3 separate regions of the Danio rerio genome follow, and regions 1 and 2 are each linked to region 3. The links are chromatin contacts, called in public Hi-C and HiCAR-type maps. All regions are on one chromosome and are shown on one strand. The core of a region is the stretch at or near the end of the contact, and the rest is flanking DNA. Distances in the headings are between cores, read along the strand shown.

Region 1 (3,554 bases), core at 437-2,936, 150 kb after region 3:
TCCCACTGCACCCATTCCATTCTGAGCTGGGACTGAACCGACGATTCTTTATATGGGAGCTGGTTGCTGTCACATGGAGGCTAAAGACCACGACCTCGTCTGTTGCAAGAGCAATTTCAGAGGGCACAGGAGTGAAGTTTTCATGCATTGCACTCTTTGCTAGCTGGCACAAAATGGATGTCTCACACAAAAAGAGAGAGGAGACCAATAAAAGTATTAGTGACACACAGGGCCGGAGCAAGCTGAACTGCCGCTCTAGGCAGAGGATGGTCACGCCGCCCTCAACCCCAATGTGAAAACGAAAGTGACTGGTTATGAAAATGAAGTGAGGTGTCGCGGACCTCTATTCTGCCGCCCTATGCACGGATATAACTGAGGACGTGCGGCTGCTGAGGGAGGGAGGTGTCGCGGATGCCTCTCTATTCTGCCACCCTATTTGCGGATATAACCGAGGACGCGCGGGTGTCGTGGACCTCTATTCTGCCGCCCTATGCGCAGATATAACTGAGGGCACGCAGGTGCTGAAGGAGGTGTCGTCTATGTGCGAATATATCTGAGGACGCGGGTGGTGAGGGTGGTGTCGCGGACATAACTGAGGACGCGGGTGGTAAGGGAGGTGTCGCGGATGCCGCCCTCTCTATTCACCTTATTCTCAGCTGTCGAGCGGGCGCTGCCATTTGAATCTTTTTGGCTCGAGACTTCCGGTCTCATTCTCTTCCATTCATTTTTTGACGTTAAAAACTGCTCGTTACGCTGCTTGATGTTGCAATTTGATATTTTCTTATTACATTATTCTAGTTGGTCTGTATAGTCATGCAAACATTTGTTTGTAGAGCAAGCAGTTTGACCATTTTCTGCCGTTTACTAATCCTAGTCATTTCTCCCATAGGCGACTGAATCGGAAGTTCTAAGACAATTGCGAAAACAGGCGCACTTCCGCATTTTAGAATAAGGTCAATACCGCCGCCCTAGGCGGCCGCCTAGGTCGCCTCTATGGACGCGCCAGCCCAGGTGACACACACACAATTCTAAATGGTTATAAATGAATCATTAAATTTTTAATGATTGCTAAAAATAATGTTTTTATATTTTGTAAGACATGCAGAATAAGAGAATTGGGTAAATAAAATTTGCCGTAGTGTATGAGAGTGTGTGTGAATGTGAGAGTGTATGATGTTTAACAGTACTGGGTTGCAGCTAGAAAGGTATCCGATGTGTAAAACATATGCCGGAATAGTTGGTGCTTCATTCCTTTGTGGCTAACCCTCATAAATAAGGGACTAAGTATAAGAAAAATGAATAAATGAATGAATGTTTTATCCTCAAATGTTGATTGTTAAATGTACCGTTAATTATTATGACTTTATTACTACTGTCATTTGTTTTCCAATGATATTTTAAGTAAACATCACAATTAAGTAAGCGATACACAGGCTGCCATTTGTCATGCCAATAAAGCAAGCTTGAATGTGAAAGAGAGAAAGAGAGAGCACATTCAGTGTTTTTAAAGACAACACAGATTAAAGCACATTAGCAGCGTGTCAGGAAATGACTTCATAACAGACGCTGACATGATTATGGTTCCTGCCTCTTTTCATTTCTTCTTCCACCTCTCTCACCTCTCTAACCCTCATCTCCGCTGTTCCTTTAACTTGAGAAGCGAGCGGGTGGAAACTCGGCTCATTACCACATGATGTCTTGGCAAGTTCATCCATGAATTGAGCATACTTTATTTTGAAGCTCATTGTTTTAACAACCCTGACCAGCATCTCTAGAGACACAGCCCACACAATAAAACACACGCTCAACTCTTTGAAGTCACTCCAGTTAAAAAACTTATTTGTTGATTATATTTTTAGATCTTTGTAGTACAAACTGTATGCTTAAAAAATAATGTACAGTATGTGTAAAGGTTTGTGATAATGAAACAAATGTACATTTCAATAGCTTTTGTATTTTCTTTTCTCCATGAGATATTCAAAATCACCCCCTATACCCTCAAATAGTGTAATATTTGAAGGACCAGTTAATTCTAGAGTCTGACGTTCTGAAGTTCACTCAATCAATCCACTCCAATAACGACTGAACAGTCCATGTACACTAAAGCTAGGTAGAAAACCCCCAAAATGCTCTGTGAGAGGTTTCGCGCGTAATGAATTATCGCATTTGACCACAAGATGGCGGCCAAAAAGCAGAATCATACAAGATGAATCATACAAGATGAGGCGAATGTGCTACCCACTGTGCCCCCGTGCAGCTGAATTATATTATTATTATAATATTATTATTATATAATCATTATTTTTACATAACAATTTTGGCTTTCGTGTACAAAAAATGTATTTTAAAATGCTAAAAAATCCAGTTCAAACCAGCCTAGGATGGTTGGGTGGTTTTAGCTGGTCGACCAGGCTGGTTTTAGAGGGGTTTTGGCCATTCCCAGGCTGGCTGCCAGCCATTTCCAGCCTGGTCTTAGCTGGTCAGGCTATAATAAATATCACAGGGTCTGACCAAAAAGTTTAAAATCTAATCTGGCTTAGGGATAACAACAAAACACAAACAAAACAGCATCCCTTCCGGTGCATTGCAAAGTGCTTGAATTCACTCACTCGTTTTACTCATTCAAGTGGACTAGTATTAGTAGACCAATGTAGGTAATGAGGGTGTGCAGACTTATCTGCAAATCCGGATGCAAGAGTGCTACCAAAAATGAAAATGTTCTCAACATTTAATCACGTTCAAATGTTTATATAAATGTATTTCTTCTGTTGAATACAAAACAATATATTCTGAAGAATGCTGTAAAAAAGCAGCCACTGATATAAAAAAAGGCTTAAACAGGTTTGAAATCAGTGAATAAATGACGACAGATTTTTTTGTTAATTTTGCCTTCGAAAGAAATTCATAGGATATTAAAACTTATTTATTAGTATAATGTATTAAGTAGTACTATCAAAAAAAAATTTTATATTTCAAAAGTACTCTAACTGTAAAGCATAGAAATAAAGATGAATAAAGCATGGCTTTATACAGTTTAATTCCTTTGGAATTTTAACAAATTTAAATAAATAAACTGCTAAATTATATTATTCATGCATTCATTTTCTTTTTGGCTTAGTCCCTTTATTATTTTGGGGTCACCACAGCAGAATGGACCGCCAACTCATTCAGCATATGGATTACGCAGCAGATGCCCTTCCAGCTGCAACCCATCACTGGGAAACATCCATACACACCTATTTACACACATACATTACAGACAATTTAGTCTACCCAATTCACCTATAGCCTACCTACAGTCTTCCGACTTGTGGGAGAAACCGGAGCACCTCGAGGCTCGAACAAGTGACCTTCTTGCTGTGAGGCGAATGTCCTATCCACTGTGCCCCCGTGCAGATCAAGTATATTATTATTATAATATTATTATATAAAGATTATTTTTACATTACAATTTTGGCTTTCGTGTACAAAAAAGTATTTTTAAACGCATGTCTCATAAATATTTATTGCTTTCATAACTTCATCATATCCCTACTTCTTCTATAGTGTTGAAT
Region 2 (3,061 bases), core at 281-2,780, 210 kb after region 3:
TCTTCCATGTGTTCAAAATAATGAGAATACTTCCAGAAATGCAAGGCTCTGCCATCTTGGGTTTCTGTTTTTTCCCACGGGAAGCTCATTCTTTCCCTGCGTGTGATTCAGCGTGATTACGCTATTTTTAATTTAGCAAATAACATTTTAAAAGTGTATTAATTAATCTGAAAAGTAACTTGAGTAAGATTTTTAAAAAAGTAACTCAAATATTGTTACTTGATTTTTTTAAAGTAATGCGTTACTTTGGAAAGAAATATTGTAATGTGTTACCCCCAACACTGATTACTAATATTAGTTCTTATCAGTTTTGTGTAAAAAAAGGGTAGGCTACATGTTTAAGTCTATCCTAAAAAATGTGTTTCAAATGCTATCACATTGCTTAAAAAGTAGGCTATATGTAGCCTAACACATTTAGTTGGGCTACTTTAAGAAAGTGTCTTTGGATCGTAATATATTGTTTTTACGCCCAATACTGGTTATTAACAGATACACAGTGAAATAAAGTTTTACCCACTTTCCCTGTGCTAATGCTATTCACCTGTCTGGTGCAGAGCTGAGGGGTTTAACAAAACCCGAGCTAAGCTTCTTCAAGAACCCTCTGTAGATCTGAAACACATATAAATCCCAATTTATAACACAAATATGAGAGTCATAACAATATTCCAGCAGTCATAAGAGTTTTAAATACATAAACAGGCGATTTCCTTCCAAAATTTGTAAATGATCCTAGCGCGCCCCCTGCTGGACAATCCACACACTAAACTTTCGCCCGCGTCGTTAGTATGTAAACACAAGATGACAGAAATTACCATTCGATCTCATATTCATCTAATAACCACTCAGACACATTTATCACCATAAATATATCATCCACCTCAAATACAACACTTCATTAACCGAGACAAAACACATAAATCTTGAGTAAAAATGAAGTTTTCATTACATCAAGTAAACCAGGGATGCTGTTGGGAGAGAGACATAACTCTTGAATAAATTGGCTGCTTTCATGCCTCATAAATACAAACTATAACGATGTCATTTTCAGTCATCCGGATTTATTATCTATTAATAATATATAGACTTATTAAATTGGGAGATTAATCATGTCTGTGTATGCTTACATAATAAATAATGAGCGTTCGCGCCGATTCTTCCCATCAACGATTATTCGCAAATACATTTTCATACAGCAGGGTTTTTTCTATATCCAAAAACCAATTAAACCGCTGACAATAAAACTCCAGTAAAGAGGCATATCTTCACAGTCCAGCTCTAGGATTTTACCCTCAAATCTTTTGGATTAAGTCTCGCTCGATTAATTGGCACGACCGAAAGAGGCTTTATTAGGCCTTTTGATTCCTTTTACATGGAATGAAGTAAACAGTAATGACTGTGCGAAAACAAAGGCAGTATCGCCGAGCTCCCGAGCTTGCATCGGGAATCAATACCTCTCTTTGATCTACTCCGTGGGGTCTGGGAGAATTTTAGCTAATTATCTTCAGGCTATAATGCAGGACACCTGTAGGGTGCATTAGGCCCAGGATGAGTCCAGAAACACAGGAGCAGATAGGGTCTGAAGCGCAGATACATTAATGTTAAAAATAAACAATAATGGATAATTACTGGAAACAGCATAACAAAAAAATGATTTTAGCATCATTACGAAGTCGTTGGTGTCACACGATCGTTCGGAAATAATTTAACGTTAAACAGATTCTGGAAAATTTCTTATTATTATCATCAATGTTGAACTTAGTTGTGCTGTCTAATATTCTGCATTTTCAGAAAAGCATTTATTTGAAACATAAAGCTAATGTGACGACATATTTTTTTTTTTTTTTTGGTAATTTTTTTAAAATAAAAATTTGTATCAAAGATGTGCATTTCATAAACAGCTTAAATGGCACCTACTTTACCACTTTTACAAGATGTAAGATAAGCCTTAAGAGTCTCCAGAATGTGTTTGCAAAGTTTCAGCTCAAAATTTCCAGCAGATAAATTATTATAGCCTCCAGAAACTGCCCATTTTGGTGTCTGAGTACATTGTAGCTGTTTTTGTAGCCTGTGGCTTTAAATGCAAATGAGCTGCTTCTCCCCGCCCACCATTTCCATGTGCGTGTGATTCTCGTCATGCGTTACGTCAGATAAACAGCAGTCAGTGATAGAGACAGAAACACAGCTCATTATTCAAAAATACCAAGTAAGTTTATTTGATGTATTTGTGGTGGAGTTTATTCAAACCTTTCTGAAATGATGAGTGTCACACGTTTGCAGTACACACATAAGCTGGACCCTAAATGGCACACTATGATGCACTTATGCACTATGTACTTATACACTGTTAGCATAGTCCATGTAAGTAGTGTCATCCCAAAAGGAACACTAAGGTTATTTTACTAAGCAGAAATTCAAACCGCTTCCGTTTTTTTATTTATTTTTTATTTTTTTGTGTGTGTGTGAAATAAATTACTAAACTACCAAAAAATACCTGCCGTGAGAATAACCGCATACACCATTGGGAGGCGATATAATCCCTCACGTAGGAGAATTTTGCTCTCACAATCCAAAATAAATAAAGTAATCTAACATGCGCCCAATAGCTCTGCCCTTTCCTCTACGTGAGCAGTGCAGTGGCTGTTGAGTGAGTGAAGTGTCCATTTATTCATTCATTTTCTTTTATTAATCTGGGGTCGCCACAGCAGAATGAACCGCCAACTTATCCAGCATATGTTTTACACAGCAGATGCCCTTCCAGCTGCAACCCATCTCTGGGAAACGTGAAGTGTCCAACATCTCACAATTCATTTTAGTTGAATTAGTGCATCATCTGGGTAATTAATGTGCACTTATTCTTTTTAGAGTTTTCAGTGTGAACGCACTCAAATATTTATGCTACAAAATGGCATAGAGTAGAGCATAAGTATGGGATTTGGGACGCACCTATACACACATTAGTGTCTACTGACACCAAGAATTACATACGGATTTTACTCTTTAATACAGACATGCTCTATTTTAAAAATGTTTTAAACTTATAAAACTTATAAAAATCACAGAG
Region 3 (3,257 bases), core at 543-3,042:
TGTGGCTCCTCTCTGAACAGCTCTCTTCGCCTAAGAGGACCAAAAAAAAAAAAGGTTATTCTTTTATACCTGAAAGTTCAAAATATAAAAATGTTATTACAGTGCAGAAAATGCACTGAAAATGAGGTCATATTATTTACATACACAATTACACTGCCTACTAGTACTAATAGTCTTTACATAAAAGTACTTAATACTAGCTAAACTAGCTTTTTGTTTCTTGCTTTTAATTGTGATTTGAGCCTTTTACAAAATCCAGTTTGTGATATTGAAATTGTAGTTCTTTGAATAAAAATAATTTCTTAGTATTTTTAACCAAACAAGCCTTGAATTTGTTAACATTTGCAACACTAGTAATTACTGCATTCATCGAAAAAAAGAGGTGACATTTTATGGCATCTTGTTACACTGTAACTGTACTTTTAAGTACTAAGTAATCTTAATTACATCATGTTCTTACTACAAGGTTAGGGTTATTGCAGGTTATTATGCATAATTTGCTGTTCTTACTATAGTAAGTACATGTAATGTGTAACAAGGACGCTGTACAGTAAAATGCTGTAAAATGAAAAACAAAATCAAAGCATGAAAGGAAAAAGATGCATTCATATTTCTAAAATAAATTATAATGATAAAAATACAAATCCATAATCAAGGGAGGAATGGCATTTTAAAATATGTATTTATATATAAACTATGTCAGTCTTTCTAGACACTAAACTGAACTTAAACTCTGAAAACTGGACTGACAGTGACTTAGAACTTATAAAATAAAAACAATATACATTAAAAAGAAATAATGTAAAAAATATTTATAATACATTTAAAATAAAATAAAACATTTAATATGTTCTACAAAACAGAAAAAGTAAATAATGATTCGATATTTAATTTGAAAACATGCATTTTTAAATAAATATTACTGTAATAATATATAATGTGAATAATATAAAATGTAATATGTTTTATAGAACATGTTGAATGTTTTAATTTAAATCAAAGAACTTAAGTATTGGATAAATAATTTTAAAATAAGCATTAAAAATAACAATATAAATTAATATAAAATAAATAATGTAAAATACATTTAAGTTTAATAAATAAATAAAAAACATTCAACATGTTCTACAAAACAAAAAGTAAATAATTATTTGAAAATGTATTTGAAAATATGCATATATGCATTATAAAATAAAAAAACACAATTAAAATAAATAATGTAAAAACATTTAAATAAAATAAATTAATTAATTAAAATAAAAACATATTCGACATGTTCTATAAAACAGTAAATATTTGATAATTAATTTGAAAATACACATTTTAAAATAAATATAAACATTTAAATAAAATAAATAAAATACATTTAAATCAAATAAAATACATTAAAAACAAAAAGAATAAATACAATTGTAATACGATTTAAACTAAATAAAACACATTCAACACGTTCTACAAAGCAAAAGCAAATATAAATAATGACTGGAAAAATCAAATTAAAATAAATCACACATTCAACATGTTCCCCAACCAACAGAGGTCACTCTTACACTTCTGTACGTCTCACACTGAGTCAGTATGAGGACAAACTAAACCTATACCTTAAAATGGTTAAAGTAGCCTTCAGTACACAACCACTGTTCAAAGCTTTGTGCCAGCACTTGCTTCATATGTCCACCATTTTATTGCCATCCTGATGTTCATTGTTTTACGACATTAATAGATGATCGACTTCACATTTTGTTGACACACCGATGGCTGGGTTTGTTCCAGATCCACTCAAGCACAAGAGAAAAGAACAGCCGAAACAAAACGCAAAATAAAGAGATCAAAGCCACACTATAACTCTGTTATCAGAGCAGCAGAGCCATGGCAAAACTCCAAACGCAAGGCACTGTGGGTACTAGTGTGTGTCTGAGTCTGTGTGGTAGAAACACTGCCAGTGACTGTTCAACAAACAATACATGTACCCGCAGTCGCCATTACACTGTTCAATTACGTCAAAGTGATTTATCTCAAGCTATAAGACTCTGCTGAAAGAGAGAAAGTTGATTTAGGCTGAGATTAAGATGATATACGAGGTGAAAATTACAAGAGCTTATGATCATCTGACAAGCGCTAATCATTAATATATAAAAAGAACAACTCAAATAACTAACACACAAAACTATAATACAAACAAAACTACAAAGTAAATAGAAAATGTATGAACAAAAATGTTATTTTCCATTTAGTCTATATCTATATGGACAAAGTAAAATAAAACAAGCCTGAGTTAAAGAACATACACGAGATGAAAATCACAAGATCTTATGATCATCTGATGAGCACTAATCATTAATATTAAACAAAAGAACAATTCCAAAAACTAAAATAAAAACAAAACTATAATACAAACAAAATTACAAAATAAATAGAAAACATACAAATAAAAAACATTATTTTCCATTTAGTTTAAGAACAAAATCAGCAAAAAAACTTATATAGGCAAATAAAAATAAAACAGAAGTCTGAGATTAAGATAAGGTGAAAATTACAAGGACTTACGATCGTCTGACGAGCGTTAATCATTCATACATAAAAACAAATAAATAAAAAATAACACCTCTAATGGCTTAAATAAAATAAACTATAAAACAAACAAAATTACAGAGTAAATAAACGGTATTTTCCATATAGCTTAAAACAAAAAAGCAGGGTCAAAACAAACTTTATATATATATATATATATATATATATATATATATATATATATATATATATATATATATATATATATATATATATATATATATATTTTTTTTTTTTTTTTTTTTTTTTTCCAAGAAACTTAAAATTAAAATAAAACAGACATCGTTGATTCAGGCAACGATTAGGATATACAAGATAAAAATGACAAAATCCTATGATTATCCGCCGAATATTTATTCGTAAAAACGAAGAACTCTAATAGCTAAAATAAAAACTAAACTATGATAAAAAATAAATAAATAAATATATATATATATATATATATATATATATATATATATATATATATATATATATATATATATAATGTTATTTATAACTATAAACTATTATTATTATAGTTAAAGTAAACAGAAAAAAAAAACGTTTTAGACGCCTAGTTAAAAAAACCTATATAGACAAATTTAAGTAAATAAGACGTAAAAAAAGAAAACATAACAAAAAAATGACTAGTGTTAAAATAATAAATAAAACGTACATAATGACAAAAACATTTACATGTCTCT

What was found. A called contact is a pair of places that touch in the nucleus more often than the background predicts. HiCAR-type assays count read pairs that join an accessible place to other places.
Region 1: a HiCAR-type map of caudal fin shows a contact between it and region 3, with 4 times the contacts expected there. The contact joins two enhancer-like sites. A contact is called at or near these places in 9 of 18 Hi-C or Micro-C datasets (caudal fin, embryo, fibroblasts and 2 more) and 1 of 4 datasets of contacts at active chromatin or transcription factors (caudal fin).
Region 2: a contact with region 3 is called in a Hi-C map of embryo, with 3 times the contacts expected there. The contact joins two enhancer-like sites. A contact is called at or near these places in 4 of 18 Hi-C or Micro-C datasets (caudal fin, embryo, hematopoietic stem cells and 1 more) and 1 of 4 datasets of contacts at active chromatin or transcription factors (caudal fin).

The regions. Positions count from the first base shown.
Region 1 is chr5:16,705,458-16,709,011 of GRCz12tu, reverse strand. No RefSeq gene overlaps it. Among named protein-coding and RNA genes, the nearest start is that of xbp1, 21 kb to the right of the region's middle. Within about 2 kb of position 1,686, at least 9 of the 62 cell types and tissues checked have an H3K27ac peak or open chromatin away from gene starts, as enhancers often do. A contact at or near this core is called in caudal fin, where this site is marked.
Region 2 is chr5:16,646,445-16,649,505 of GRCz12tu, reverse strand. All of the region lies in intron 2 of LOC141385780 (a long non-coding RNA gene), which reads right to left. Among named protein-coding and RNA genes, the nearest start is that of xbp1, 38 kb to the left of the region's middle. Within about 2 kb of position 1,530, at least 7 of the 62 cell types and tissues checked have an H3K27ac peak or open chromatin away from gene starts, as enhancers often do.
Region 3 is chr5:16,852,261-16,855,517 of GRCz12tu, reverse strand. znrf3 (zinc and ring finger 3) reads right to left here. Exons shown (of 8, transcript NM_001308555.1): 3 at 1-30. Among named protein-coding and RNA genes, the nearest start is that of coq5, 23 kb to the left of the region's middle. Within about 2 kb of position 1,792, at least 14 of the 62 cell types and tissues checked have an H3K27ac peak or open chromatin away from gene starts, as enhancers often do. A contact at or near this core is called in caudal fin, where this site is marked.